4 separate regions of the Sus scrofa genome follow, and regions 2, 3 and 4 are each linked to region 1. The links are chromatin contacts, called in public Hi-C and HiChIP or PLAC-seq maps. All regions are on one chromosome and are shown on one strand. The core of a region is the stretch at or near the end of the contact, and the rest is flanking DNA. Distances in the headings are between cores, read along the strand shown.

Region 1 (6,819 bases), core at 1,648-4,147:
AGAGGTCACTTTCTGTAATCCCTCCAGAGCACACAGTAAATACTGAATAGACCTTTTACTCTTTCTTCTAATCAATAAATTGGAAAAGACACTGATTTCTTAGACACAGAATTCCCTAAAGCTAATCCTGCTAACATTTGCCATAGCTTCTTTCAAGTTATTTTTTCACCCCGACACCTACCTCCGCCTCAAATTAGAGGCAGGTTTTTAAATTAATTTTAAGCAGGTGTAATCTATTTCATAAGCTGCTTTCCCCCTTATTTCAGATGCTTGATACATTCTTACAATGAAGATTTATCAATCTCTAATACCACATGGCCATTATATATAGCAGAATAAGCAGCCATTGGGGGGCGGGGGGTGTTTTGCAACGGGGTTAGGAAATACTTCTTTCCTAGTTTGGGCCTGATGACCTTGGGCCTCTGCTGAACAGAGGGAGCTGGAAGAGTTCTAACTTAAAGCAAGACATTCTCAAGACCCTCAAAGAAAAGAAGATGCCAGGGAAGACTGTTCCCCAAGAGTTCAGGATCAAACAAATCAGCTCAGGTTCAACTAAGGGAACTGAACTTCCACAGGAGGGGCAATTTCCAATCATACCAATGACTCTAGCCTAAGAAAAGCTGCTGCTAGTTTGGTCTTATGGGATAAAGCTGCGAGGGGGGTGGGAAAAGGCTGAGGTCATCTTATGACTGCAGGGTGTCAAGTACTTCAAATGGGGGGAAAGGTGCTTGACCCTAAAGCCTCCACACTTGGTTATTTTGAGCTAAAGTTGCTTGGGAACGAAAATACCCATGAAGTGGACCATAAAGAGTCTAGGTGATTGAGCTGAAGCAGTCCTCAGTCAATGTAGATACAGTGGCAAACTGTTTCAGAAACGAAGTTTCAAGGTTGTTTAGGATGGGGTTCTAATTTAACAACTAAGAACATATTTTTATTGGATGCTTTATTCCACTGGCCAGGATGGTATGACACTTTAACTGATGGTTTTCAGAAGCTCTTTGGGGCCAAAGGATTTTGGTTTGGTTTTATATTCGTAAAAATACTAATAGCAAATTACTCTTCCTTAACCTCCCAATAGAAAGATTCACTTTTCCGAATGAACCCATAGAACCCTCCAGAGAAGTTTCTTAGTAATCAGAGTTCTTTGGCTACACAGACATCTCTGAAAATGAGCTTTAAAACCAAGATGAACACCTCATTGTCTCACCCCTACTATATTTAAAATCTATGTCTACTTTCAAATGTCATGCGCTAAATCCTTAGGTTTTCCCCCCAGCAAACGATCTAAATAAGAGCCTGATTTCATTTACATACACACTGGCTCGCTCTCCCCAACAACAACACTTCCTTTGAAAAACAGAATGTCACTTCCTCAATCCAGAGGCCAGAAGTCCCTCGGTTCTGATCTGGGGAGCCAAGACAGGAAACTCTGGTAAGCTTCTGCCTCTCCCCTCATGGAAAGCCACTGGTGCAGCTGACAGAGGGCAGGGTCTATTCCGAGCTCCCCTGATGCACTGCAGCTGGAAGGCAACAGCTCACTTCCAGGCTGTGGGAATGATCCCAGAGAGCCCGGCACCACGAGTCGGTTTAACAAGGACATATCAAAGGAAGGGACGAGGAGAGGGTGGCAAACTGGGACACCTTTTAGCTACCTTGCTTGCGTTTCCAGACTCAGGCGAACAGCCCAGGACTGATTTCAGCCAAATCTCAGGGACTGGCCCCATCTCGTACTCTGACCCCACCAAGCAGGACATCTTCAGGTGGAAGGGGAAAAAAAAGCCAGACCTCCTCACCGCTCCCACCGGGCTGTACCACCTTCCCCACGATACTGCCAGCCTCTCACCGAGAAGGGAGAGGCTGCCCCAGCAATTTCAGTAAACACGTCGCTTAGCACCACCTGGCAACTGAGAACCTTGATCTCTCCCGACCCCAGACGCCGAGGACCGCACAACACAAAACCCGGGCCAGTTGTAGCCGACCAAACTGCAGTGTCACTATCGTGGGGTGGTTGGGGAGGGGAGGAACGGGGGGATCCATGTGAGAGACAGACAGAATAAAGGGAAAGAAGGGGGACAAACAAATGAGTCACTTAATACAAGGGCTGCACATGCCGCTGACGCTGCCCGTGATGCAGAGGCTGTGGACTGGAAGGAAGCAGGCGGCCACCGGGAGGGGCGGGCAGAGAAAGGCAAGGGGGAAAGGGTGTGAGGCGCCTCGCCCTTTGTGGGGCCAGGCGGCGGGGCCCCGTAGCCTACGCCCCCCTTTCCTACTCGCTCCCCCAAGCCCGCGGGCTGAAGCCGCTCGGGGTTACTACGGTCCCCCGGCCCCGGGAATCAACTCTTTCCGGCTCCGAAAACAATCAATACAAACTTCAATAGTGCCTTTAGTTTGCAGGGAGGCTGGCTAGGGAGGCGCCGCCGCCGCGCCCGCCCCGCGGAGAGGGAGCCGCAGCCTCAACCTGGCCGGCCGCCCGCCCCGCCCCTCGGCGGCGCACCTGTGACAGGTGTGCAGGTACCCCGCACAGCCCCGAGCCGCCCCGAGGCCCGCCCTCCCCGCCGGCGCCGGCCCCCCGGAGCCCGCAGCCCTCCCGCAGGCCGCAGGGCGCCCCCCGCCCGCGCCCTCGGCGGCCGCACCCGCTCTCGCCCGCACTCACATAGCGCCTCAACTTCTTCTCGGGGGGCGATTTCCTCAGCCAGCCCGTGCACACCACGTCGCCGCCGCCGCTCATGCTGCCGGCCGCCTGGAGCCCGCCGCGGGGTCGACGGACAAGGGCGCGGGCGCGGGCGGCTGGGTCAGTCGGCCGGCGGTGCGCAGCTCGCGGGGGAGGGAGGGCCGGGGCAGCCGGCGGCCGCGGGGCGAGGACGAGCGGCGCGGCGCGGGCCCGGCCGCCTGCGCGCTCCCGCTCTCCCCGCGCGCGCCGGCGCGCTCTCCCGGCGGGGCCGCGGCGGGGGCCCCGGCAGGAAGGGCGGCGCGCTCGCCACGCCCACAGCCCGCCGCGCCCCCGGGCGGGCTGTCTTCAAAGACGCAAACAGCGCCTGGCGTCTTCGGTTCCCAGAGGCCCGAGGCTCGCGAGGAGGCCGGCCGCACCCCCCCGGGTCTGGCTTTTTTCTCCCCCCGCCCTGAAGCCTCGAGGGGGCAGCGGGGGCGGCGGCCGCGCCCCTGGTGGGAATGGAGGTGGGGCGATGGGAAGGGACTGCGCGGCCTCGATCGCGAATCGATTTTTCACAGAGGGTCGTCGGGAAGAGACCCAAGGGCTGCTCCCGCTTCCTATCCTTCCCTGAGTTTCAGGTTTCAGTGGGTCAGGTTCTGGCTGAAATTAGTGATGCGCTTCCCAGCAAGAGTTCCATTAACTCTCTCGCCCCCTTGATGGGCGAAGGAAAGACGGAAACTACTGGGTGCTGGGCCCTTTGATAATCCTTGCTTAGATGACTGTCAGAGATCTACAACTTGGGCGGTGTTATTCCCATTTCACAGACAGCCTAAGGTCCCCAAGCCGGTGCAGTGCAGTCCGGTTTCTAATTCTGGGGGCGGGGGCAGGTGGGGGGGGTCCTGCTCTTCTGCTATTTAAGGTGGTAGAATTGTTTAACGTCTGCAGATGAACTTGGGGTCCTCTTATTACCAAGAAAGTCCAGCTGGCTCCCCCCTTGCCTCTGGGAAAAAGCAATTCAATAGAAAATTCTAGGGATTTGCAGAGTCAAGGAAGCCAAAGTGAGTCAATGTTCTATTTCATAGTGAATTGTAAGGCAAGGTGAAATTGGGGTCAAAATTCCCCGGACCTTCAACTCATTGACACAGGTTATGAGAACTCTCTGGAGCGCATATGACACAGCTACCTCTCTTACTGCGTTGCAGTGAGGTTTATTTAACTAAGATCGAACACGTGGACGCACACACCTGACAAACCCAGCACTTCAGGTGGAGAGGAGAGGGGAAAAAAACAAAGCCAAAACCCCAGAAACCTTTGGTAGGGGCTCTTTTCAAGTCAGAAAATGTCTTTACAAGCAGCATTAAAAGGTAGGTCCTCAAAAAGAATGACATATATGTACGACTGAGTCACTTTGCTGTACAGCAGAAACTGACACAACATTGAAAATCAACTATACTTTAATAAAACACAAAAAATTAAAAGGTAGGTCCTCCCCCAACTTCTTTGAAAAGTGGGTAGTAACCCACTACATCAATAGGGAAGCGCTGCAGGCAGATGAGTAGAACCAGCAGCATCTTGCACTCCCCATGACAAATTGAAGGCCACTTTGATCATTTCTCTATCTCCGGGCAGCAAAGCTATTGTTTTCAAGTAGTTGGACATCCTTCTGATTTATAGACCTTGGGTGGGTTGGGGAAAGCTCAACCCTGTCAGTTTGTAAAAGCTAATTCTTTATCGAATGCTTAACTCTTCTAAGCACTCTGGGGGGGTTTGGAGATCAGCAACTCTGGACCTAATATTTCACTTTCTTCACTATCCAGTGTGCTGCTGGATTGCATGTAAATCCAGAACAATCAGGCTACAGCTGGGATCAGAGCTCCTTAGCCTTCCAACTGAGGGATCCTTAAGCCTCATACAAGGACTACCACCAGAATTGTAGCCATTTTAACCTCTGGCTTTAAGTACCTTAAAACCCTGTGAGACAAATATCAAAATACTCAAAGCCTGCCAAATCAATCAGGAGGCGGTGACTCCCAACAAAAATAAAGCAATCTTCTGACTTCATTCACATCTGAGTCATGATGCCAAGTCTCAGGGATTGCGGAGTCTGAGAAATCTGCATGGTTTGTTCACAGCCGAGGTGTGTGACGCAAGTCAGGCATACACAGGCCCTATTTTTCCCTAGAAATGCAGTCTTCTATTACGTATCTTTTAATAGTTAGATGATTCCAGATAGACTGGGGGACTATTCAGCAACGGTTAGTTGGGAGTGGGGCTGCACTGCTGCCAGAAATTCTTTAGGGTCTTATTTTGTCTAGCAAAGTCCCCCCCCCCATGTTGTTATTTACAATTCCATGTGGAAACAGAAATTTGATGTTTTCAGGCCAATGACAGGAGGGGACTTGAAATAGTACAGTTACATAGTATCAGCTTCAGAAGTCTTCTCTGAACATACCCCTCCAAGAAGCGGCTCTTCTTGGTGCTCTCCCCATCTCCCAACCTTTTCCAGTACTAAGCGGCCAGCACAGACTGTACAAGGGAGGGGGGAATGCTGCTGAGGTCCCTGGCTGCACCTCCCTGTGGCTCAGTCTTCTGAGACTGAGGTTCGTGCAAGGCCTGGAAACAGCCTTTGGACAGAACGTTCCTGTCTGGACCTTTACTAAGTCCTCTCCATTCCCTGGTTGTTGTTGTTGTTGTTGTTGTTTTAAATAATGCTCCCTGATTTTCACTGGGGAAAAATGGAACACAAATTGAGTGATTTATTTATGCGAAGATCGGCGCCATCTATCGGAACCAGTTGGGACGACAGCTTTCTCCCCTCCCTCCCAAAGGACATGCATCACTAGTCTCTAATTTAGGCAATTTTGATTAAAGACCACTGGTATTTCCTGAGGGAATTAATGACCGGATGCTAGGAGCTCTTTGGGCCATTAATTCTACATTCTCGTTAAATCCCCAGGAAATGGCCCGTTGTATGAGGGTTTCTTCGGGGGGAGCACTGCAAAACTAGAGAAATGCACACCTGGGAGGAAAGCCTGGGCACCACGGTTTGCCCTGCCCCTCCCCCCACAGAGCCCGCCCTGTGGCTTAGAGGGTCGTCAGCGGCAGCCTGCCTGCGTGCCTGTCTGGGAGTTGAGGGTTTGTGGCTGGTGGCAGGTGCATGGCTGGTGGAACGCTCCCAGGAATGAGTTGGAAGCGCTGCAAGGAGAGCTGTCCTCAACTGAACACCAGGCTGAGTGATTAATACCGCCCACACCAAGCCTGACGTCAGTGATCAGACTGGGGGTGGGGATGGATGTTTGTGTCCTAGCCCTTCTGCCTTTTCTCCCTTTCAATTGAGTTGACAGGTTCATTTCAGAGCTGAGTGCTGCTTACCAAGGTCAGTATGACCAGCTGGGCCACCTCGGCTGGTGACTTTCAGGACACTTGTCTCTCAGGCATCGAGGATGCCTTTTTAATCCCTGGGTGCTTTTAGCCCATTTGATTCCCTCCATCAAATTACTTGGACCTAATCAACTTTTGGCATCTGGATGGGATGGAGATCTGGAAGTGGGCTCGGGCTGTGGCTGGAGACCTAATTGGGTTTCCTCCCTGTCTCAGGCTCCTAACACTCTGGGGTTGCCTGATACTACGCCCAGTGGGAGACATTTTGGAAATAAACTTCCTTAAAAAGAAAGGTTTGAGCAAGTGCTCCCCAGTTTCTCCGTTGTAACTTGTGCTATTTGTTTGGGGGCAGCTAGGCTCTTGAGATAATTCTGCTGACAATGGTGGGGGTGGCGACATCACTGTAGTCACAGATCATGCTGCAAAATCGGTTATCATATTCTCCCAAGAACAAAGACCACCAGGGTCCCTGGGAAAGTGTCTTAGGAGTCCAAAGCCTCCTTTGCATGATGACCCTTTTCTTTCTAAGAGAACGCTGGCCTTGATTTCGGTCTTGCACATACATCAAGACCCCTTTCCCTAAAACGCACCAGCCCCAAGCCCCAACACAGTCGCTCATTCTTTCCTTAGACTCACCTTGCACCTATATAAATTAGGTGAACGCACTGTACCGCGAGTGTTTTTCAAGGAACTGTCGGATCCTTGCCGGCAGGACTGTGTCATCCTCATTTTGTACTCCCCGAGCCTCCCAGCATGGTGCCAGGCACAAAACGATGCTCAGGAAATGT
Region 2 (7,331 bases), core at 93-2,592, 360 kb before region 1:
AGAGGAATCAAATCCGCATCTTCATGGATACTAGTCAGATTCATTTCCGCTGCATCACAACGGGAACTCCCAAGCTGACCTTTTAAAACACATGTCTGATGCCTGCACTTTCCCTCACAGCTCTCAAAAGCATGTAAGGTTCCTGTATGCCTAGAGAACAAACTGCCATGATCTACCTAAATCTTTGTTGCCTTATCACCCTACTCACTCATCTTCCCCTCATTCACTCCCACTGGCCTCTCATGGGCCTGGAAGGCTCTAAGTATCTGTCAAAATAAATATCAAAGCTGAGTTCAAAGACACCTTCTACAGTTTCCCTCTTTTCTCTTCTGCAGCCCTTAGTACAGCTACTGTGTTACCTACTACCAGTGTTGATCTCTGGCAGGTGGCCACTGACCTATAGGAAATACAACCCAGTGGTTTAGAGCCTCCTACTCTATGTGAGGTCTCCAGACCAGCAGCATCTGAGAGAATGTGAACATCAAAACTGTCGCCAGATCTAAGGAATCTGAATCCGCATTTGAACAAGACCCCCAAGTTATCAGTATGCACACTAAATCTGAGAAGTGTTGGTTCTGAATAGAGACTCTGAGGTTTGAAAACAGAACGCGCCACATGACCTTGGGCAAGCTGCTTTAACCCCTCTCAGGCTCTGTTTCCCCACTGTGGATAATCCCCCCTCCCCCAAGGTGTTGGAAGACTAAATGCTATAATGCACGCAGTGTTAGTAGTGCACTGCACAGACTGATCACCCATTTTTGCACACCCCACAGCGCAGAGAGGGGAGCAGGGAGTTCACACCTGGTCCTTACAGACTCACTGTGAGGTCGTGGTTTGCATTGCACCCTCGGTTGGACCTGAAGTGCAATGACGCTCTAGTCGGGCCCGATGCTGAGGAGCTGAGCGGGCACGCAAACCTCAGGAAGGCGAGGCGGGGCCTTTTAGGCGAAAGGCCCTGAAAAGCGAAGGCACCTCGCGCAGCCTGAGGTGGAGCCGGCCCTGAGCCCCGCGACCCCCACTCCTCCCATCCGATCCAGCCCGCGCAGCCCTCACCGGCCGACACCACTGGCCTCCGCCGGATCGCGTTATCAATCAGGCCGGAGCAGTAGCCCAAGAAGCCCATGTAGACGAGCCGCGGGTCGGTTAGCTTGGGCGGCGGCAGGCTCCGGGCCTCATTCGGAAGGAACTGTAAGGGCACTCGGCCCGGCCGTCCGCTCATCATGGTCATGCCGTTCCCACTTGAGGCCTGGTTTCAGGCCGCCAACTACAAAGAAAAGCACCACGACCACTGCAGGAGCCCAAGCCACAAGCCTTCTCCTCCGAGCGCGGGGCTGAAGGGCATCGCGCAGGGCGGTGCGGCGCCCAAACGCTTCCCCGTGCGCGCTGCTACCGGAGCCGCGGAAGCGAGGTTCCGGGCTACTAAGTGGCCCACACTGTTCGCCTGACTCCCGGCGCTGACTCCACTGGTGGAGTTTTGGAGGCTTGGTTCCTGGGGTCGAGATGCCAAGCAAAACGAGCCCCCCCCACACCCCTTTTCTCTCTCTCTCTCTCAACCTCCCAATCGCAATTGCCTCTCCTTCCCCGAATGTTCCTTCAGCAAGAATTTATTTTTGCATATGACATTAACAAATGCGTTTGATGGTTAGTTTTAAGAAACGTAATTAATTACATTTTTATAAAAGCTAGTTTTCACTTTTTGGGTTTCCCATCGTTCATTCGCACAGACACACCTTTCAAAATCTAAAATTAACGTCCAGTCAGCCATAAAGAATTCACAGAAGTCAAGACTGGGTCATGTAGCCAAAATCGAAATTTAGCCTGGGTCTTCAGGTCCTTGCCCGTGGCTGGGAGACGAGCTATTTCCTAAAGGTTTGAGGAGTGAAAAAAAAAAAAAAAAAAGAAGGAATCCATAACAATCTGTCAAGTAATTGTCCAGTCTCCACTAGCCCGCCTCCAATACTGAAGCACTCAGATCTCTGAATAGCTCTCTGTCTAGACAGCGTTTCCTAACAAGGAGCTAAAATGTCTTTTCTTGTCTATTCTTTAGCGGGATCAACATTTTATCTAGAGAAATATTCGTTAAACCAGAGGTTCATGCAAAGTTATATGCATCAGGTATTGACCTTCAAAGTGGAAGAATATATCAATTAATAAAAGATGGGTCTTTTATGCCTACAAAAAGCACTTCTAGATCTGTGTATATTTCAAGTTAGGGTTTTCTAAAGGAATGTATATTGGAACAGTTTTCTGGAAGGCAGCAAATGTTCCAGAGGTCAAAATTCGCTTTTTGACCCAGTAATTACATGTCTGAGGAGCTCTCTTGCGTAAATACTAGTATAATATACAAAAAGTTTTATTGTGCAATCTTTTTTTTTGGCATGCCTGCAGCATATGGAAGTTTCCAGGCCAGGGGCTGAATCTGGGCCACAGGGGTGACTGGGATTCCTAACCCACTGTACCACAAGAGAGATCCCTGCAGTCTTTTTTTTTTTTTTTAACTAAATGTTTCTTTTAAAATTATATCAAAAGAATGAAAACCACCAAAAATCTATTTCAGGATTATGCAAATTTTCCAGCACTAGATGAACCACTAGGCAAACACAAATATTCCAGTGAGGTTTACACATTTTTTTAGTATTTCTGCTGCTGAAGCGTGCACCTTCTGTTCATTTTTCTTTCTTTCTGTCTGTCTTTTTAGGGCTGCACCCCCGCCATATGGAGGTTCCCAGGCTACAGGTCATATTGGAGCGATAGCTGCTGGCCTATGCCACAGCCATGCCAGATCTGAGCCGTGTCTGCAACCTACACCACAGCTCATGGCAACACTGGATCCTTAACCCACTGAGCGAGGCCAGGGATTGAACCTGCATCCTCATGGATACTAGTCAGATTCATTTCCGCTGAGCCATGATGGGAACTCTTGTCCATTTTTTGATTGGGCTGTTTTATTGTTGAGTTGTATGAACTGTGTGTGTATTCTGGAGATTAAGCCTTTGTTAGTCACTTCTATGTGTACTGATAATAGAACGAACTTCAAAATATACTAAGAAAAGAAGTAAGAATGTAACAGTAGGTATAATTTGTGTGTATAGAGATATTTGTGTGTGGACAGAATACCTCTGCTGTCTCTGGAAAGATACACAAGATATTGATAGCAATGGGTGCCTCTTGGTAGAGGAGTTGGGTGGCTGGGGACTTTCTGAATCTTTCTCCATGTACATGAAAATATAACTAAGAAAACACTGTTTTCCTCTACTTGACATAAAATAAAGTTCAATTCTTTACAATGGCCTAAAAGACCCTGCATGACTTGGGCCCTGCCTACTTCTCCCACTTCAACTACTCTACTTCTTGGCTCTTACAAATCACTAGCCGAGAGAATATAAATTCTTTTCTTTTTTTCTTTCTTTTTCTTTTTAGGGCTGTATCCACAGCATATATATGTTCCCAGGCTAAGGGTCGAATCAGAGCTACAGCTGCTGGCCAACACCACAGCCACAGCAACTCAGGATCCCAGCCACATCTGCCACCTACACCACAGCTCATAGCAACACCAGATCCTTATCCCACTAAGAGAGTCCAGGGGTCGAACCTGCATCCTCATGGATACTAGTTGGGTTCGTTAACCACTGGGCCATGAAGGGAACTCCTAGAATATAAATTCTCAAGTGCAGTACATTTCCCGTTGTGGCACAGTGGAACTGAATCTGACTAGTATCCATGAGGATGCAGGTTCGATCCCTGGCCTTGCTCAGTGGTTTGGGGATTCAGTGTTGCTGTGAGCTGTGGTGTAGGTCACCGACAAAACTTGGATCCCGAGTTTCTATGGCTGTGGTGTAGGTCGATAGATGTAGCTCTGATTCGACCCCTAGCCTGGGAACTTCCCTATGCCGAGGGTGCAGCCCCAAAAAGAAAAAAAAAAAAAATTCTTGCAGGAATATGTCTTTCTTGTTCTTTTTTTGATCTCTAGCATCTAGCACAGTGCATAATGCTCAACAGAATTCAGTGAATATTTTCTGAAGCAATAATGAATTTGCCTTTCAAAGTTTTAGGAAGGATTAGAAAAGGTCGCGTCTAGCATCCTACTTGGCATAGAGGAGGCTCTCAACAGAGAGGGTCGCAATGTGGGACTGCTTCTTTGTGTATCACTTGAAAGGCTCTCATACATGGGAATAGAAGCTCATTATATATTGCTCTGCAAACTAACTGGTAAAATGAGAGGAAGAAAAATATTAATTCACCATTAAATGCCCTAAAAGACAGCTGCCCAGAGAGGGGCTGCTTTCTGAGGTGGTGAATAACTCCCCACTGCCTTCATTCAGGAAAACCGTAAAAAATAAATCTGCTCTCTGTGCTCTTCTGAGAGCCTCTAGGAGTCTAGGATTCTGTACATAGGTATATTATGGGTCCCGTCTTTTTGTTTTTTTTTTTTTCTTTTCTTTCTTCTGCAGCCACACTTGTGACATATGCAAGTTCCCAGGCCAGGAACGGAATCTGAGCCGCAGTCACGATCTATGCCGCAACGGTGGCAAAGCTGGAGCCTTAACCCACGGCACCATAGCGGGGACTCCTGGGTCCTGTCTTTTTCATTATTGTTCATTGGTTTTATTTCTGAAACAAAGAGGAACAGAAACCACTGCTCATTGACGCATTCTGCAAGGATTAACGTGCTGCAGTTGCTGACCGACAGTACACTCTGTGCTCCAGACAGAGGAAATAAAGGCGATTAACAGGATGTCAGACCAGCCCCTTACGCTTAGAGGTATATTTTATGAAGAATGTTCATGAACCCAGATTCTTGCATCTTCCCATACACAGAAAAGCACCAAAGTCATTAACTTGAGATGTCACTCCTTAGGGACTAGCAGTCATCCTTTACCAAGATGTAAACTTGACTACGTATTCCCAAGCCAAAATATCATACACATGCTTCTCCCTCTCCCTTTTCAGATCTGTTCCCTCAGAGCTACCAAGAGGTTCTTTCTTAGGCTAGCTTCTTCAGTAAGCTCCCTGAATAAAACTGAAACCCTTACATTGTTTTTCTTGCAGTTGATAATCCTGAGACTGAAAAAATATTAGTATATTTATTAACTTTTCTACAAAATGGGTATGCTCAATATAGCCAATAGAAACCAATGACTATATTGATTCAGGTTTTTGAGGTTTATAAAGTTGTTCTAATCTCAATTGCCATTAGCACAGTAGCCCATTTCTTTGGAGCACTAAAAAGGGAATAGAAGGGTCAATAGTTATTTACTATTTTTTTTGCAAACAGAAGCTGCAGGGACTATACCTAGGGGCCAATTGTCTCTAATACTCAAGTGCTTCCTTCACAAAGAATGGTTTGTGGGTGGAAGTCACTAACAAGGAAAACTCTAGCAGTGGCGGGCTAGAAAGAACACCTCTTCCATGGTTCCCTCCCAATACTGGCTCTATCCTCTACCCGGGGAAAGATACAATGATCAAGAATACCAGGTTCGGAGTTCCTTTAGTGGCGCAGTGGAAACGAATCTGACTAGCAGCCATGCGGACGCAGGTTCGATCCCTGGTCTCACTCAGCGGGTTAAGGATCGGCGTTGATGTGAGCTGTGGTGTAGATCGCAGACAAGGCTCAGATCCCACATTGCCATGGCTCCGGGGAGGCCAGCGGGTATAGCTCCGATTCGACCCCTAGACTTGGAGCATCCATATGCCTCGGGTATGGTCCTAGAAAGACAAACAAAACAAAACAAGAATGACAGGTTCTTTACACTTTTCTTCTCCTTCCTCTTGTTAAATTTTGGTACACTGCAGCGTTCCCATCATGGCTCCCCAGTTATGAATCAGACTAGTATCCATGAAGACATGGGTTTGATCCCTGGGCTCACTCAGTGGTGGGGAATCCGGTTTTGCCATGAGCTGTGGTATAGGTTGTAGACACTGATCGGATCCCGAGTTGCTGTGGTGTAGGCAGCAGCTACAGCTCTGATTTGACCCTAGCCTGGGAACTTCCACATGCCTCAGGTATGGCCCTAGGAAGACAAAAAAAAAAAAAAAAAAAAAAAAAAGGTACACTGCATATGTTAAATAGCAGGAAAAGAATGGGTTTCTTTTTTCTTTTCTTTTTTTTTTTGCTCTTTCTTGGGCTGCTCCCGCGGCACATGGAGGTTCCCAGGCTAGGGTCAATCGAGCTACCACGCCAGCCACAGCCACCACCCCCCCCCCCCCCCCCCCACGCGGCCGCCCACCTCAGCCAGCAGCTCACTGGACGGGTCAATTTTTTTTTTTTATTTTTTTTTTTTTTTTTTTTTTTTTTTTTTTTTTTTTTTTTTTTTTTTTTTTTAGTTAGCTACAGCTGCCAGCCACAGCCACAGCCACGCGGGATCTGAGCAGAGTCTGGATGTGACCTACACCACAGCTCATGGCAAACGCTGGATCCTTAACCGACTGAGCCGAGGCCAGGGATCAAACCCGAAACCTCACGATTCCTAGTCGGATTTGTTTCCACTGCACCACAACGGGGACTCCCAAAACATTTTGAAATAGCACTTTGATTTATTTAGTTAACTGCCAAAACGTAGGATTTGTGGTTGGAAACCATTCACATCTCTGCAGAATTTAAATACATGAATACAAAGTAGACTACTCGGGAGAGCCGTGGGCTGCAGGCAGGAAGTCTGGGTTCTGGTCTGTGTTGGCACCAACAAGCTATTCCTGTCCCTGGAGCCACTGCTCCTGGTAATACAAGGAGCTTAATTGCTTTAAAGACTATATTTAGGAATTCCCCTTTGTGGCTCAGCAGAATGTGAATCTGAGTAGTATCTGTGAGGACACAGGTTTGATCCCTGGCCTTGCTCAGTGGGTAAAGGATCTGGTGTTGCCGGAAGCTGTGATGTAGATGGTACACACGGCTTGGATCTGGCATTGCTGTGGCTGTGGCCTAGGCCGGCAGCTGTAGCTCAGATTTGACCCTCTAGCTGGGAACTTCCATGTGCCGTGGGTGTGGTCCTCCAAAGCAGAAAACCCCACAAAAAACAAAACCAAAAAGCAAACATTAAAAAAAGACTATATTTAGACTTTGAACTCTTTATAAGTCAAATAAAGACTTACATGGAGCCTAATATATGAAACAGATCAAAGCATACTCACTCTGGTGGAAGACAGGACAGGGTCCAGAGCCTCTGAGGCAACTCTCAAGAACCTCTAAGGCTCTGCAGAATGTTCTGGAGATCTCTGTACCAGATGAGCTCTTTGAGTTCTGCCATCACATCACTTTGGCAGCAACAACCTACAAAGCATGGTTCGGCCTTGTTGAGATGCATCCAAATTCATCTTTTTGGTTGTTGTTGATC
Region 3 (7,451 bases), core at 1,395-3,894, 270 kb before region 1:
AACCACAACTAGGCCTGCCTGTCTTCATGCCAGGATCCAGGCTGGGAAAAGGCTGTTCAGGTCTTGAACCCAGAGCCTCTGCTACTATGGGAGCAAAGAAGCTGCTTCCGTGGCTCACCAAGAATGGTCACAGAGAGGGGCCACTTCTGGGTCTCCCAGAGGTACATGGGCAGAAAGAACTGGTGGGGCTTTATGGGGGAGAGGAAAGTGCATGGATGGGCTCTGGCCTCCCCTCGGCCTGTACTTGACTGGGGCTCGGACGCTTTATTAGCTGTGTGGCCCTAGGCCTGTTCTTGGGCAAATGATGGCAATCATAACGACAACAAAAGCAGGAATAATAAAGGCTGACATTTATTGAGCAGTTACTATTGTGCTGGGCACTTTACGCCTGTTAATCTCCTGGATGAAGTAGTGCTATGACCCCTACTTTACAGACCAACCACACCAGACCCTCTCCTATCTCTGCAGTTTGCCCTCTGCCATCCCTCTGGCTGCGCTGAGGAAAATCCCATTCATCTGCCAGGCCCCTCAGCTGCAAGCCCTTCCTTTCTTCTCTGCACCCCCAGAGCATTTTATTCTCACCCCTTAACAAGGCTCACTTTCCTTAAGTAGATGGGTAGTGGACACCTCGTTAGGGCTGGGATCTCCCATCTGTATCGTCAGAAGCAGGCAGAGTAAGGGAATGAGAAGAAATTTCTTCCCCATACAGTCAGATCCATTTTCCTAGTGCCAAACTGTCATCTACTAATAGGGAGGTGTATCACCCTCTCCTGAATTTTTAAAACTTTTAATTTTGAAACAGTCTCCTGGATTTTCAGTTTGGAATCTGAGGCACAGGGCAAGGTTCAGGTAACTACCTGGAAGTAAATAAGTGACAATGCTCAGAGTGAGAAATTCATCTCCCAATAAACTGGACCAACCTTCCCGCCTTACTCAGCCCACCAGGATTAAGACTGGCTCTCAGTCCTGGGAACTATGTGGGGGGCACTGTCCTTCACCTCTCCTTGCTGGCCTCCCTCTCTAGCCAACAGTTTTTAGCCTTTTTTGCCCAGTTCATATAAGAAGCTCACAAGCTGCTCTATTACCCCTACACCCCAGAGAGAAAAGGTGCTTCCCAGGCTCCTCCTTGAGGAGTTGTCCAGCAGGCAAAAGTGGGCTGGAGCAGAGAAGCCACTTGACCTGGCTTGCACAGCAAAGTACTCCCTCTTCTGGGGTAGACTCCCATTCGTCACCATTCCCCATTCTCTTCCAGAATTTTCCTTCATCCTCTTGCCTCACTCTCAGGCTTCATCTTGGGGTTTTCCTCAAGCACAAGAACCTCATTTCAAACACTCTCTTCCTTATGCTCTTCCTGCTCCTCACAATAATAATTTATAAACAAATGATTTTCAAATCCATCTCATCTCACCTTCACAATAACCACAGGAGGGTTGCCTTCCAGGTTGGTATTCTGAAAGGCTGAGGAAGCCAGTCCTGTTACACAGCTTGCTGAGGGCAGGATGCTGACACTTCTGTCTGTTCCTTGGCTTTCACTACAGATTAAACCCCTACCTCGCTGCACTGCAGTGAAAAAAAGGTCTTTGGAGTAAGGAGTCTTGGGTGGTTTGGGGCAAGTTCACTTCTCTGAGCATGTTCCTCATCTGTAAACAGGTATGGTGACACCTTTACAGGGTGTGAACTGAATGAGATCGTAAGTGTGACGCACTGAGTACAAGGGATGAATGAGCTTTTTATTTCTAGTCATGGGTAAAGAAGGTTTTCCGTGCATCCACAGGCATTTACCCATTTGGGCACCCTCTTGCCCAAACCGTTTCAGCGCTGCTGACAAGAGCTGGGAGGGATCCTTTTCATCTTTACATCCCCGCCCCTCCCTCCCAATGCTCTTCGGCCCACTCCACCCAATCCAACCCACACTGGCCTCGTCGCTTTCTCAACACCCACTCCCCAGCTCCGCAGCCCCTTTCTCCCGTCTCGCGCAAGTTCCCCTACTTACCTAGACACTCCGCCCCTCCTTGCCCCACCCACTATGCTCCTCCCACAGTCTTAGCCCTCTCGATCCGGGCTTTTCCTAACATCATCTATCCATCCATCCATCCAGGCCCCTTCCACCAGCTCCGCCCCCTCTTTCCCAAAAACGCTCCCCCCTCCCCCCGCGCAGTCACAGGTGTTGCTATTCCCATTGGACAGATGAGAATGGCGAGGCCAGGGTAAGCTAGATGACCTCTCATGGTAGGACAAGTGCCCAGGTGGGCCCGCGTCCCCTCACCGGCTATCCCTGCGCCCCGAACCTCCGACCACGCCGCACCCACCTCCTGCCCTCGCTCTGCAACCTCCCCTCCGCGGGCGGCCAGCGCAGCTTTGCGAGGAGGGTGGAGGGCTGGAGCCCAGCCCAGGGGCGTGTCGGCCCCTGGACCCGCGCGCTGCGATCCGGAACTTGTAGTTCTCCATGGGCTCTTTTGCGGTTCCGCCACGCAAGAGTGAACTCCATCTCCCAGGAAACATTGCAGTTAGGCGTCCAGCTCCCGCCCCGCCCCCGCCAGCGCTCAGGCCGGCTGGCCTTAAAGGGGACGCGGCTTGAGTGGCGGTTCGCGGGGTGGTCCCCGCTCCGGCTCCGCCCCGTTTCCCGCACCTCGCCCCTCCCCCCACTTCGCCCCGCAGCCTTGCAGCCCCGCGGCCGCGCGGTTGAGTCGAGCTGCCGTGGGACTGGCTTGTGCAGAGCTGGGTGGAGAGGCTGGGCTTTGCAGTGGAAGCAGCATCTTTGCCAGCTGGAACCTGGCAGAGGGCGTCCCCACTCCGGGGGAAGCAAAGGACCCGCCCTGACCTAGCCTGGCCCAGGCTGGTCCAGCCTGGCCTGAGCGCCCCGCCCGGGAGCCGGCTCTGAGGCAGGGACCACTGGGGTCCCAGAGGTAAGTGGGCTCAGGCATGTTTGCGGGTTGGGGGGAGGGAGTGTCTGCACCCTAATGGTTCAAGAGCCGGGATACGCGCCTAGGGCTCTTGAATTCCTAGTAGGGTGCTGGGAGGTGGGAGATCTGGGTGCATCCTGGGCCTGGCTGTGTGACCTTGGGCAAGTGGCTGCCCCTCTCTGGGCTTCAAGCTCGTTCTTTATCTATTGTGCATATAGGTGATCCTGCCCTCGCCCCCGCCCCTCTCAGGGCTGAGGGTACCCGCGCCCGGTATCTTGAAGCTACTCCCGCCTTTCAGGGGGTCCGCAGCCCCAGCCTGGGCTAGAAGCTAGTGCACTGGTGTAACTGGAGGAAGGGGTGGGGCCGAGCTGGGGTACAAACTGGGGGATCCAAGAGGCCGCCTCCACTTAGAATGGGTTTCTGCTATTCTCAGCATCCTCCGCTCCGGTGCAGCCCCCTATAATAACCCTCGCGAACAGAAGACCCTGGTTGTCAAACCGGTGCTCGCTCTTCCAGAAAGCCTGGGGTGGGGGTGGGGATGCGGCCATCAGAGGTATGTGAGGGGAGGCCCCCAGAGGGAGTATGTGCTCCCACCTTCTTCCCTTCTCTCTCCTCTGTTCTCTTTCGGTAAAAGACCAGTTACTTTTTCACTAGTGAGCCCCCCACCCCTTTTTATCTCAGGGCCTCCGGGTAGTAGGGCAAGAGGATCCTTCCCAGGGCCTGCCTTGGCTAGAGGTTCAGTTAGAAAATACAGAGAGAGATGCTGCTATCCAGAGACCTGGGGGCCCAGGGAAAGGGACAGCCTGGTCCCTTCACCCCGACCCAAGGGGGCTCTGGCACCCATGGGAGTGAGAGGAGGGAGCCTGGGTGTGAGCCTCGGGGAGGAAAGGGAATGGGCTCCTCAACGCTGGGGTTTGGAGGGGCTGCTGTGCTCTGGGGTATGGAGAGGTCGAGCGAGAACTTGAAGCCCCCTGCCCTGTCCCCTGAAATCCTGTGAGCTTTTGACCTGAGGGTTAACCAGGAACTGGTTGTTTTGTTTTGTTTTTTGTTGTCTTTTTTCTTCAGCTTTGGTTGTTTGTGCCATTTCTCGAATGGGTAACTCCTCCCTCAGGCCTGTCCAGTGACCTGTGTAGGGGCTTTCTTGGTTGATGTTTGAGACTCTCAGGGTTATAGAAAGGCAAGACCAGACCTGGGCGGTTGAGGGGGCACTGACGGGACCAAGGGTTAGGCAGGTCCTTGGAAGATGCTTTTCTGATCATATGCTTAGTTTTATCTTATCTTGCTGTCACATATCTCTCTGTTACTCGGCACTACTTCCTCTCTGTGCCTGGTCTTGTGCTGGGCAGTGGGCATAGATAGGGGATTGGGCCTACTTCCTACCAAAGGAGAGCCTGTCCTGGTGGAGGAGATGGACATAGAGTCAATCTGGTTATGCTGCCAAGGGATGAGAGAAGTGAAGAGGACCTTGGGAGACCAGAGCCCAGAGACTTGAGTTGCAGAGGGATTTGGAAAGGCTTCCCAGAGGAGGGGGCATGTGACCTGGGCATTGAAGGATGAGTCAGAATTTATCAGGAGAGAAAAGGGAGAAGCCATTTCCCACAGAGAAGGCGTCCCCAAAGGCATCAAGCAGGAAAAAGCCCACTGCCCAAATTCCTATAGATTCACTGCCAAATGGAGTTTGTCAAGTTTATCTCCAACCCTGCCCCACATTAGCTTAATGTCACAGAAAGGACTTGAATGTCAGGCTCGGGAGTTTGGACTTTATCCTGCAGGGGCTGGGGAGCCTTGAGGGTCCTGAGGAGGGGCATGGCCAGATGGAGTTTACTGTCTGAGGTTAACCTGATGATATTTGCGGGGTGGGTTGGAGAGACCAGGCAGGGGATAGGATGAGCTGGTGCCTGGCCAGGGGATGGGTGTGGGGGGGTAAGGCAGGGCACTGGAGTTGTAAACACACACACACACACACACACATACACACGGTGCTTTGAGGGTGATGGAGATTGAAGATTAGTCGGGCTCTACTGTGCAGGAACAGAGACTTGTCAGTACACAATTGACAGAGGGACAGATAAAGGGATCTGGGCCTTCCAGGGAGGGCTCATGATTTTCTTGTGTGTTTGCTGTGTGCCCTGGAGTGGGCTGGGTATTGCTGGCACTCCCAGGCTGTCATGTCAGCAGTGAGAGATACAAGCCAATGACGTGAGCAGGAGCGGCCACCCCGGCTGGGAAAGGCTAAGGTGGTCATTTCCCGTTCTGAGGATCAGAGGCCCTGAGAGTGGAAAAGCACCAGCCTTGATGGCTGTGGACATGGTGGGGGGTAGTAGCTGGACTAGATTCGAAGCCTGGACTCTGTGCTCCTGCAGAACATGTGCCTCTAGTGGAAGATGGATTGAGGAAGGGAAAGAGGAGATTGGTTAAGAGGCTACTGCACTAGTCCAGGCAAGAGGTAGAGAGGAACTGATCTTGGGTGGGGCTGGAGCTCAGGGAGAGAGTGGAAATGCTGAATTGGCAGCAAGGGATAATGGGTGAAATTCCTTGTAGAATCGAGTAGATCAGGAGTATGTGTCTCCTTGTCTCGTTCCCTGACAGTGTTTGTTTTGCCTCTTAGTGCCACATGTCCCAAGAATAGACTCTTACTTAGTTTTATCTGTTATCTAGCCCTTATTTTTTTTATGTCTTGTCTCAACCACTTACTGGTAGGCTCAGAATGGTTCCCATTTTCCAGGTGAGCAGGCTGAGGAGTCCTGGCAGAGACTCATCCAAGGTCACCTGGTCAACCTGGGTCACCAGAGAACCTGGGTCTTCTGCTTTTTTTTTATTATTATTACTCAAATGAATTGATCATATCTGTAGTTATATAATGATCACAGCAATCCAATGTCACAGGATTTCCATCCCATTGGGTCTTCTGCTTCAATGCAGGTTCTTCTGAGGGAGGACATGGCTGCTGTTTGCTGCTGCATTTGGCGTGGGGCAGCTGTCTCTTGGGTCAGAGCCAGCATGGACAGGCCATATCCTCCTCCAGAGCCTAGAAGGAGGAGTAATCCACCCTCCCCCAAGGCAGTCTGCTTTCTCCTCCCCCAGAAAGGCTGAGGGCCAAGGCCGTGTCTCTCTCCCTTGTTGACCCCCAGCTTCCCCATCCGTGCCATGGGGAGAGAAGCCATTGTTCGGTGTCCCTTCTGTGGCCGGGGATGGGTCAGGTGAGATCCAGTCCTCTAAAAAACCTTTTGCATGAATGCATCCAAGATCTTACTGAGTCCCATGGTTGGTGACCATGGTGACAGCTGACCTCAGACTGCCTGCATGGGAGTGGGGGTGGGTAGGCACGGCTTGCCAGAGTGGTCAGGCCACACAGACTGCCCAGAGGCTGCAGGGCTGGCCTCAGAGATGAGAACCCTCACAGAATGGCTTCACTGACCGAGCTCCGAGCTGCCGTTAGCACAGACGATCTTAGGTGGTAGGTATCAGGTAGAATGATAGGAAATTGCCAGCCTCTGTTCCCTCACTTGGATTTGGTTCAACGTGATATCAATTATATCCGTTTTACAGAAAAGAGGCTCACGAGATAATGTGCTCAAGGTCACACAATGAGTTGCAGGACGGAATGGCATTTACTCCAGGTCACACTAGAATGCAGGACTCCTCATTCCTAGTCGATTTTCTCTCCACTTCCAGAGCCTTCCTTAGCTCCGGAACTCCATTTCTGTCTGCCCCAGGTCCTCTTCCTCCACACATGATGTCAATATCTCATTGATTAGGGTTTCTCCTTGGTCACCTGAGTACCAGGGTTTCTTGGCGTCCTGGGTTGAAAGCATATTAAGTTCACTAGCCTGGAGGGCAGGGGTAGGGGTTTGGGGGACGGTCTGCGAGGAAAGATAGACACAGGCACTGCCCTGTGCCCAGGAAAGAGAGGACCAGGGCTGAAGGCAGATGCGTTTTTTTCTTTTTTGGCTGTGCCCATGGCATGTGGAAGTTCCTGGGCCAGGGATTGAACCTGAGCCACAGCAGTGACAAGGCCAGATCCAGGGAACTCCGGCAGATGCATTTTTAAAGGCACTCTTAAAGGCCTTTTGAGATGATGGCTAGTGTTGGCATTCTTTACCAGTGCCTCTGCTAGACCGGAAACGCCTAAGGGCAAGGACTTGGCTTCCAAAGCATAGGGAACTGACACTTTCTGAGCACTTCCTTGTGCCCAGCCACACGCGAAGGCCTTTATGTTTGTCTTCCCAACAGCCCTGCAGGGTGGACGTAGGGGCTAAGAGAGTATTCATAACCTCAATGGTAAGCGGAATGCATTCTGGATGAATCTTACTCAGAGAAGAGAGTCTAACACTGCCCCAGGCTGGGAGTGGGCCCTGGGCAGTTGAATTTGTACTAAGTGCTCAGGTGATTCTGAGGCAGCCAGGCCAGCATTTGGGAACCATTGATTTGATCTGTGCCCTGGCTATACCCTCTAACCACAGTAAACTCCTCAGAGCCACTTACTTTGCAGGGACTGAGAAATAAGCCTGGTCTTTGCCCTGAGGAGCTCAAAGCTTGATGAGAAAC
Region 4 (7,450 bases), core at 4,348-6,847, 320 kb before region 1:
ACTGAAAGTGAGCAGGACCTTGCAGGGCTTACAGGTATAAGACCCTCTGTGTCCTCTCCTTGTCTGGCCTTCAATTTCCAAAGAGCAGTTAGTGATTAGGGTAACAGGGTCACAGGACTCCTAGTTCTTCCTGAAGGGATGCAGATAACATTCTGACCCATGTCTTTTGAGTTTTTCTGCAGAAACTGAGACCTCTGCTTGGTGGAGGATGGTGACTACATGCTGACTCTAAGTATATGGACTGCAGGCCAGAACCAGAAGGTTGATGATAAAGATTCCCAAAATAGCACCCTAGGACCTCACCAAGCAATCAGAAAAATATCCAAGAGATGAACATGCACCCTGTGACCCTTACTTCTACTGTTGCCTTTAAAAATCCTTGCCTGAAAGTCACTGGGCAGTTCAAGTCTTTCAAGCACTAGCTGTCCATTCTCTTTGCTTGGTGCCCTGTAATAAATGCTGTACTTTCCTTCACCATTCACCACACCCAGGGTCAGTAAAATGGCTTTGCTGTGTGCCAGGTGAGAGCACCCATGTTTGGTAACAAAAGCAGAGAATACAAATTTTTTTTTTTTTTTTTTTTGGCTGTGCCCACAGCATGTAGAAGTTCCTGGGCCAAGGAAATGAGCTGCTGCAGTGACAACACTGGATCCTTTAACCTTCTACACCATGAGGGAATTCTAAGAACACAGTTTTGATAAAGATTTATTCAACTTACGACCACAGAGAACACTGTTTTAATATTGGTAATACTTACATGATTTCACACATAGCTTAAAAAAAAAACAAAAACCCAAAAGTGAAAATTAAACCTTACCTCATAATACCACTGTGATATCGGCAAACTGTGGGTGATAGCAAGCCAGTTTCGGTGTACTTCAAAATCTGTGGAATGACTACTCAAAATAATCAGATGAGTAAAATGAGATTTCACAACATTTATCAACTGCACATTTCCAAAACTATGCTTTTTTTTTTTTTTTTTTTTTTTTGCCTTTTGTCTTTTTAGGGCTGTACCCACAGCATTCGGAGGTTCCCGGGCTAGGGGTCTAGTCAGAGCTATTGCTGCCAGCCTACACCACAGCCACAGCAATGCCAGATCCAAGCTGCGTCTGCAACCTACATCACAGCTCATGGCAATGATGGATCCTTAGCCCACTGAGCGAGGCCAGGGATCAAACCCGCAACCTCATGGTTCTTAGTTGGATTCGTTTCTGATGCGCCATGACAGGAACTCCCTAAAATTATGCTTTTTAAATGGACCAACACCCCTTACATAATCTCACTATCCTATAAAGACACAAACAGGTATTACATAATCCTGAAACACTTCACTTACCTGGAGGTCAGACCTCCTTCTGGAAAAGCATGGGACTCTACTAAGTGAAAAGGGTCTCTGAGTTATCTAGAGAGCCGACCAGAGCCCATACTTTTTCTTATGGGAAGCCCTGAGGCTATTTTGCTCAGAGGTGATGGATTCTTGTTCACAAACAATTCCAATAAGATTAATTATCTTGAAAAAGCCTCACATACAAGATGCTTCATTCAGGGCCTGTGTTTCCTTATTGATTTTCTGTCTGGATGATCTGTCCATTGCTGTAAGTGGGGTGTTAACCTCACATACAAGATGGATCTTCAGGAATGACCAAGAGTTCATCAGACAGAGAAGGTGGGAAAAGGCCCCTGCCCTGCCTTTCCAATGTCTCCAAATTCTGTTTACTGGTCCCCCTCTCACTATATATAAATCTATCCAAGCATCTCCCCTATAGGGGAGGAAATTTTTTTGCCTTCTATCATCCTAGGTTCTGTGGCTGGTCTAAGAATTACACTGACATAAGCCAGAATACCAGGAGGAAAAAAATCCTCCATTTTAATTACTACTTATGTATGGGAGCCCAAAGGATCTAAGATGAGACGAAAAAGGTGACCAGATGATTGAAGCTCATCTACCATCCTGAGAGCTCAGGAAAGTGGCTGGGGGCTGGGGCTTCAAATTGGTGGAAAGCAACTTTTGGCAAGGTGAAAAAGAAATGTTTGGCAAGCAAAGGTTGCTCTGACTTGCAGGTAAATCTCTCAGGTAAAAAATGATCTCTGGTAATAGCTACCTTCTAGGTTCAGCCCCCACTGTAAAGTAAATTTCCCTTAGAAGTAACTTTTACTATTTTCAGAGCTTCTCCTGTGTCTGCAGTTCCTCAAAATAAAAAGTTCCCCCAAATCCTTATGCCAAAGAGGCATATTTTGGGGTGGCATATTCTGCTACCCTTCATTCCTCTTTTGCAGAAGTTCTCCTGTTTGCTCACTGCTGTACTTCCCCCTCCACATCTTGCACGGCGCCTGATACGCGGATGGGCTCAATACATTCTTGTTGAATTAACCACTCACCAGTCAACAATGAGTTCCTGATTTACACTTTCATACATTCCCACAGTGACAACTCTGTTGTGAGTTTCCTAGCCAACCCCCATCATACTTCTTTCATGGGTTCCCATAAATATCCATCAAATAAATGTTGATATTCCTTTAGATTCAGTTCTTGGTCTTTCTTCTTCTTTTTTTTTAATGCAGCTTACTCTGCTCTGGACAACCTTATTCACATTCATTCCTTCCACTATCAACCATGTAACAACGACTCTGAAATCACAATATATAACCTTGGTCTCTTTCCTGAGTTCTAGAGAGACATCCTCAACTTCTTGCTGACTAAATCACCTGAATTTCCGATAGATTTCTCAAAATCACATTCACACCTGATCTTAATAACTAGCAATTCAATTTTTAGGTATATACTTGTAAGGGAGCAAAATCTGGCCACCCAAAATGTGTCCCCTGGCTTAAGGATTGACTTAAGCTGATTATTTTGAAGAAACAGAAGACTCAGTAAGTTTTTCTTTTTACTTCCCTCTTAGTTGTCTAAATGTTCATATAAAAGGCTTGGTCCTGGAATGGAGCGATCACCAGAGTTACCTGCAAAGAATATGGGCTGGGTGTGGCGGCGGAAACTCATCAGAACCTAGAGATCAGACTCCACTCTGTGCCCCACTATCTCTGCATGGCCCAGCAAACATCTGTTTACCCAACATTTGCTTTTCCAACTTTATATGAATTGTCTTCCTATCTTTTGAAGTCCCCAAAACTACCACCTTCAACATTCTCTTCTGTCTTTAGCAGAAGATGCTATTTATGGTGAGGGTGTCAGTTACTTGGTAAGTTGCTCTGTTTTCCTGGGTCTCTCCCATATACATGTTATTAAACTTTTGCTTGATTTTTCTCGTGTTAATCTGTCTCATGTCAACTTAATTCTTAGACCGGCCAGAAAAATCTGGATAGAGAGGTGGAGGAAAATTTCTTCCTCCCCAACATTCTCAATAGAAATGCATACATAATATGTTGCACCAAAAACATGTACTGGGTGTGTCTTCAGGCCTCCAACGATATGTCTGAGACCTTTCCAGATACCCAATCTAAATTAAGTCGCCCTTGTCAGTCCCCTTATAGGATCCCATTCTTCCCCTTCATGACACTTAACACAAGCATTGTTATGTAATTACATATTTATGTAGATTTGCTCCCTTACTAAACTATACCCTTAAAGGGTTAGGGATCGTTGCTATTTTGTTCTCTCCTCCAGCACCTGGCCATTGTACCGGGTTCATAATAAAGCAGTTAGTAAACATTTTGGTGAATATTTTTGCTTTTATCCTGTAGCTCCCTCTTATTTCCTGTTTGAGAAGCAAAGCATTAGCTATAACTCTATATATTCTTTTATTTATTTATTTTTTGGCCACACCTGCAGCATGTGGAAGTTCCTGGGCCAGGGTAAACCCCGGGCCGCAGACGCGACCTGTGCCACAGCTGCACCAACATCAGATCCTTAACCCACTGTGCCACAAGGGAACTTCAAATTATGTACATTCTTAATCCTGGACCAAGAGCAGTATTCAACCCTGAAGACACATTTCTAGGCTGACGAAAGTAAAGCAAGGAAAATCACATATGCACAATTTAAAAAAAAATCCCTTTCATTCTGATGTGAAAGGAATATTCTACATTTTAGAAGGATTTTTCCAGTTTGCTTTTAAAAGGAAAGATGTTTCTTACTTGTTTTCAGTTCTAAGAAAGTTGAATTTACCGATCCCTTCTTTTCCCAACTCCCTATAAATCATTTTGCTGAACCTACATACACAATTCATGCTTACATACATAACAGTTCATGCTTACATACATAACAAGAGATGAGCAAGAACTTGAACCAAAGGATACTAAACTTTAAACTGGGAAGGGGAGTTGGGAGACCCATAGGTAAGGGAGAAAAGGAATAAGGGGAAAAGTCAAGGGAGAAGAATTAGGATAAACAGAAGGTGGAAGCTTGTTTTTTGTTGTTGTTTTTTTGCTTTTTAGGGCTGCACCCGCGGCATATGGAAGTTCCCAGACTAGGGGTCAAATCGGAGGTGCAGCTGCCTGCCTACACCACAGTCACGTGGGATCTGAGCCGGCTGCAACCTACACCACAGCTCACAGCAACGCTGGATCCCCAACCCAGTGAGCGAGGCCAGAAATCGAACCCACATCCTCATGAATACTAGTCAGATTCAGCCGCAGCCGGGAACTCCGGAAGACAATATGAATAACATTAATAAATACCGAGTCCCCACTGCATACACATTACCACTTGGTGGTTGTTTCCTAATGGGTTTCCATGCCTTCAGTCTTGGTTCTGCATCCACTGTCACACAGCGGTCTAACCTTGTGTGTCTTGGCCACTGGCTACCTCATCCTATGCAACTCTTCTTCTCCCTTAACTGCTGTTCACCCACAATGGTCACTTTCTGTTCCTAGAATGCTCTGAGTTCCTTCCCATTACAGGGCGTTTACGCTTACTCTTTCCTCAACCTGAACTGCTCTTCTCATAGCTGATGCTGTTTCATCCTTTGGAGTTCAACTCAAACATCACCTCCTAAAAGAGGCGAGTAAAGCGTTGCCCAGTAGTCACTCTACGTCTTTCACAGACCTCATCTCGTTCTGAAACTCCTGTTTGTCTAACGTCCCCACCAACTACACCGAGGGTAAGGACCGGATACGCCTTTCTCAAATGTCTCTCCAAGTCTCAGAACAGTGCCTAGCAGAGGAGGTAGCTGATGAATACGGTACTGGATGAATGAAAGCGGGAGGCCGGAGTTGTTCATCTGCATATTAAAGATGAGGACCTTGGAACCCGGAAACATTAGACAGTGCCAGCCCTGACTCCAGCCATCCAGGGCTACGATCTAGTGCTCTGGTGAAATAATAATCAAAGGGCGGAGGGGGAAGCATAGCAAAGGCAGAGCAGCGACTACACAACTTCAAGTTCCTTTTCCTCCCCTCACCCAGGGGCATCCACGCTCCTTTCTCCCGCCCTGACCGACCGCGGGGCCTCCCCGCCCAGCCCCTGGCCGTGCGGGTCCCTTACTAGGTGGGGATGAGAAGGCACTTGAGCAGTGTCACCCCGAGCGCCAAAGCCGAAAACCAATTGCCACCACCAGTCGCACTTCTGAGCGCCGCCATTGCTACGGCGCCATTCGCTTTCAATCAACTTGACACGCCCCCTGCTGCCGCGCATGCGGGGACAGCGCTGGGAGGCGGCAGCCTGGCGCCGCGCGCATGCGCCCAGCCGCTCAGCCGCTCCGCCCGCGGGAGGCGGGAGCTGAGGCGTTTAAACCTCCCGCCCTCGGTCCTCTCACCGCCCCGCCTCCTTCCCGCCGGAGAGGTCTTCCCTGAGTCTGCGCGGTTTCTACGGCGACAAGTTAAGTTTCACGTGCCGCTTTTTTTTTGGTTCGGAAAGTTTCTTGGCGTTTTCCCTGGGCGTCGCTTTTGCTTGTTGTTGGGGTACCTCGGTGGGAGAAAACTGTATTTTCTAGAGACTTTCGGGTACTAACGGAGGGGTCAGAATTGTAATCCCGGAGTAACAGTAGGTAAAAAGTACCTGAGAATACTAGAGGCGCCTAGCATGGCCCCCTGAACCGGAGTATTAGCTCCAGGTGGAGAGTGGCGCGAGCAGAGATAGAGGTGAAAACTGTGCGCTTCTAGAACTCGGAGATAGGCTCTGTTGCACCACCTGCCTGGGGGAACCCACTGTGGAGGCAGCGCTTCTCACACTTCGTGTGCAGGTCACTTGGGGATCTTTTTAAAATTCGCATTCCCCTAGTTTTCCTTTTTGTAAGTAGGAAATAGAACTGGGGTCTGCTTCAGAGAGTGGTTGTGAGGATTAAATGAAGATGCTTGTAAATTGCTTGATACGATGTCAGGACCGAATAAATGTTCAGTACATGCTTCAGAGAAGTTAAAACCTTGCTGAACGATGAACAGCAGGTGGGAGACACTGTCCCTCTCCTCTTGGGGGTTTAGGCCTGCTTACAACTTCAGATGTCACCCACGTGAATGTGACACTCAAATTTATATCTCGAGCCCAAGCCCTGTCACCTCCAGACCCTTGTATCTAGCTGCCCACTCACCCTCTCTTAGATGTTTTAAAGGCACTTTGCATTAGTTCCCTAGGCTGCTGTAACAAATTACCACAATCTAAAAGCACAAGTTTAAAACAACACAAGTGTATTCTCTTACAGTTCTGGAGAGCAGAAGTCTAAAATCATCTCACCAGGCTAACAGTTGGTTCCTTCTGGAGGTTCTGAGGGGAGAATCTCTTTTCCTTTTCCGCTGTTAGAAGTGGACTGCATTCTTTGGCCCTTTCCTGGCATCACTCTAAATAACCTCTTGCTTCTGTTGTCACATCTGTTACTTTTCTAGAATCAAATCTCCCTTGCTTCCCTCTTATAAGGAGACCTGTGAGTGCATCTAGAGCCCACCTGGATAATCCAAGATAATCTCCCCATCTCCGAATATTTAACTTAATCACATCTGCAAAGTCCTTTTTGCCATAGAAGGTAATATTCACAGGTTCCAGGGTTTAGGACACAAATACCTTTGGAGGCTGTTGTTCAGTGTACCACACACCTCAAACTCAGAATGTCCAAAACTGAATTTATGAACTTTCAGTAGTATCCATTCAGGAAATAGCACCGACCATTTAAGCTGTTCAGCTCCTCTGGCCCATACTTGAAAACTCACTGTGAATTTACTAACTCAATACTCACTCCCAATCCCCTTCTCCCTTTTCTGTTTCCTCTAAAGAGTCTAGAAAAGTTAAATAGTTGATCTTAACTGGCAGCTAGGTATGCCTTAATGACACAGTTCTGTCTAGTAGGACTTAAAGCAGGAGTCTGCTGAGGGGAGGGTTTCTGGGAAAGGCTTTCCTTTCCTGATGAAAGAGACAGTGGCCCCTTTTTTCATTCTTCCTGCCTTGGACTTGGTCATGAGGCATGGAGCTGGACTCGGCTGTGAGGAAAAGGCACATCATGCTAGCCTTGACATCACTGAGCTGCTGAACAAATCCCTCCTACTCCCAGAATTCTTTCTT

The links. A called contact is a pair of places that touch in the nucleus more often than the background predicts. HiChIP or PLAC-seq counts read pairs in DNA pulled down with a chosen protein or histone mark.
Region 2: an H3K27ac HiChIP or PLAC-seq map of alveolar macrophages shows a contact between it and region 1. The contact joins the promoter of NDUFC2 here to the promoter of GAB2 in region 1. A contact is called at or near these places in 1 of 5 promoter capture datasets (fetal liver) and 2 of 2 datasets of contacts at active chromatin or transcription factors (alveolar macrophages and skeletal muscle).
Region 3: a contact with region 1 is called in a Hi-C map of liver, with 4 times the contacts expected there. The contact joins the promoter of USP35 here to the promoter of GAB2 in region 1. A contact is called at or near these places in 6 of 47 Hi-C or Micro-C datasets (fetal heart ventricle, heart right ventricle, liver and 2 more) and 2 of 2 datasets of contacts at active chromatin or transcription factors (alveolar macrophages and skeletal muscle).
Region 4: a contact with region 1 is called in an H3K27ac HiChIP or PLAC-seq map of alveolar macrophages. The contact joins the promoter of ALG8 here to the promoter of GAB2 in region 1. A contact is called at or near these places in 1 of 47 Hi-C or Micro-C datasets (heart right ventricle) and 1 of 2 datasets of contacts at active chromatin or transcription factors (alveolar macrophages).

The regions. Positions count from the first base shown.
Region 1 is chr9:12,848,526-12,855,344 of Sscrofa11.1, forward strand. It overlaps GAB2 (GRB2-associated-binding protein 2), which reads right to left and starts at 2,898. Exons shown (of 11, transcript XR_002335549.1): 1 at 2,654-2,898.
Region 2 is chr9:12,491,165-12,498,495 of Sscrofa11.1, forward strand. NDUFC2 (NADH dehydrogenase (ubiquinone) 1, subcomplex unknown, 2, 14.5kDa) reads right to left here and starts at 1,343. Exons shown (of 3, transcript NM_001244743.1): 1 at 1,054-1,343. The coding sequence starts at 1,228.
Region 3 is chr9:12,583,384-12,590,834 of Sscrofa11.1, forward strand. It overlaps USP35 (ubiquitin carboxyl-terminal hydrolase 35), which reads left to right and starts at 2,645. Exons shown (of 13, transcript XM_013979184.2): 1 at 2,645-2,906. It overlaps KCTD21 (BTB/POZ domain-containing protein KCTD21), which reads right to left and starts at 2,474. Exons shown (of 2, transcript XM_021062565.1): 1 at 2,310-2,474.
Region 4 is chr9:12,526,715-12,534,164 of Sscrofa11.1, forward strand. ALG8 (probable dolichyl pyrophosphate Glc1Man9GlcNAc2 alpha-1,3-glucosyltransferase) reads right to left here and starts at 5,598. Exons shown (of 12, transcript XM_013979181.2): 1 at 5,447-5,598. The coding sequence starts at 5,596.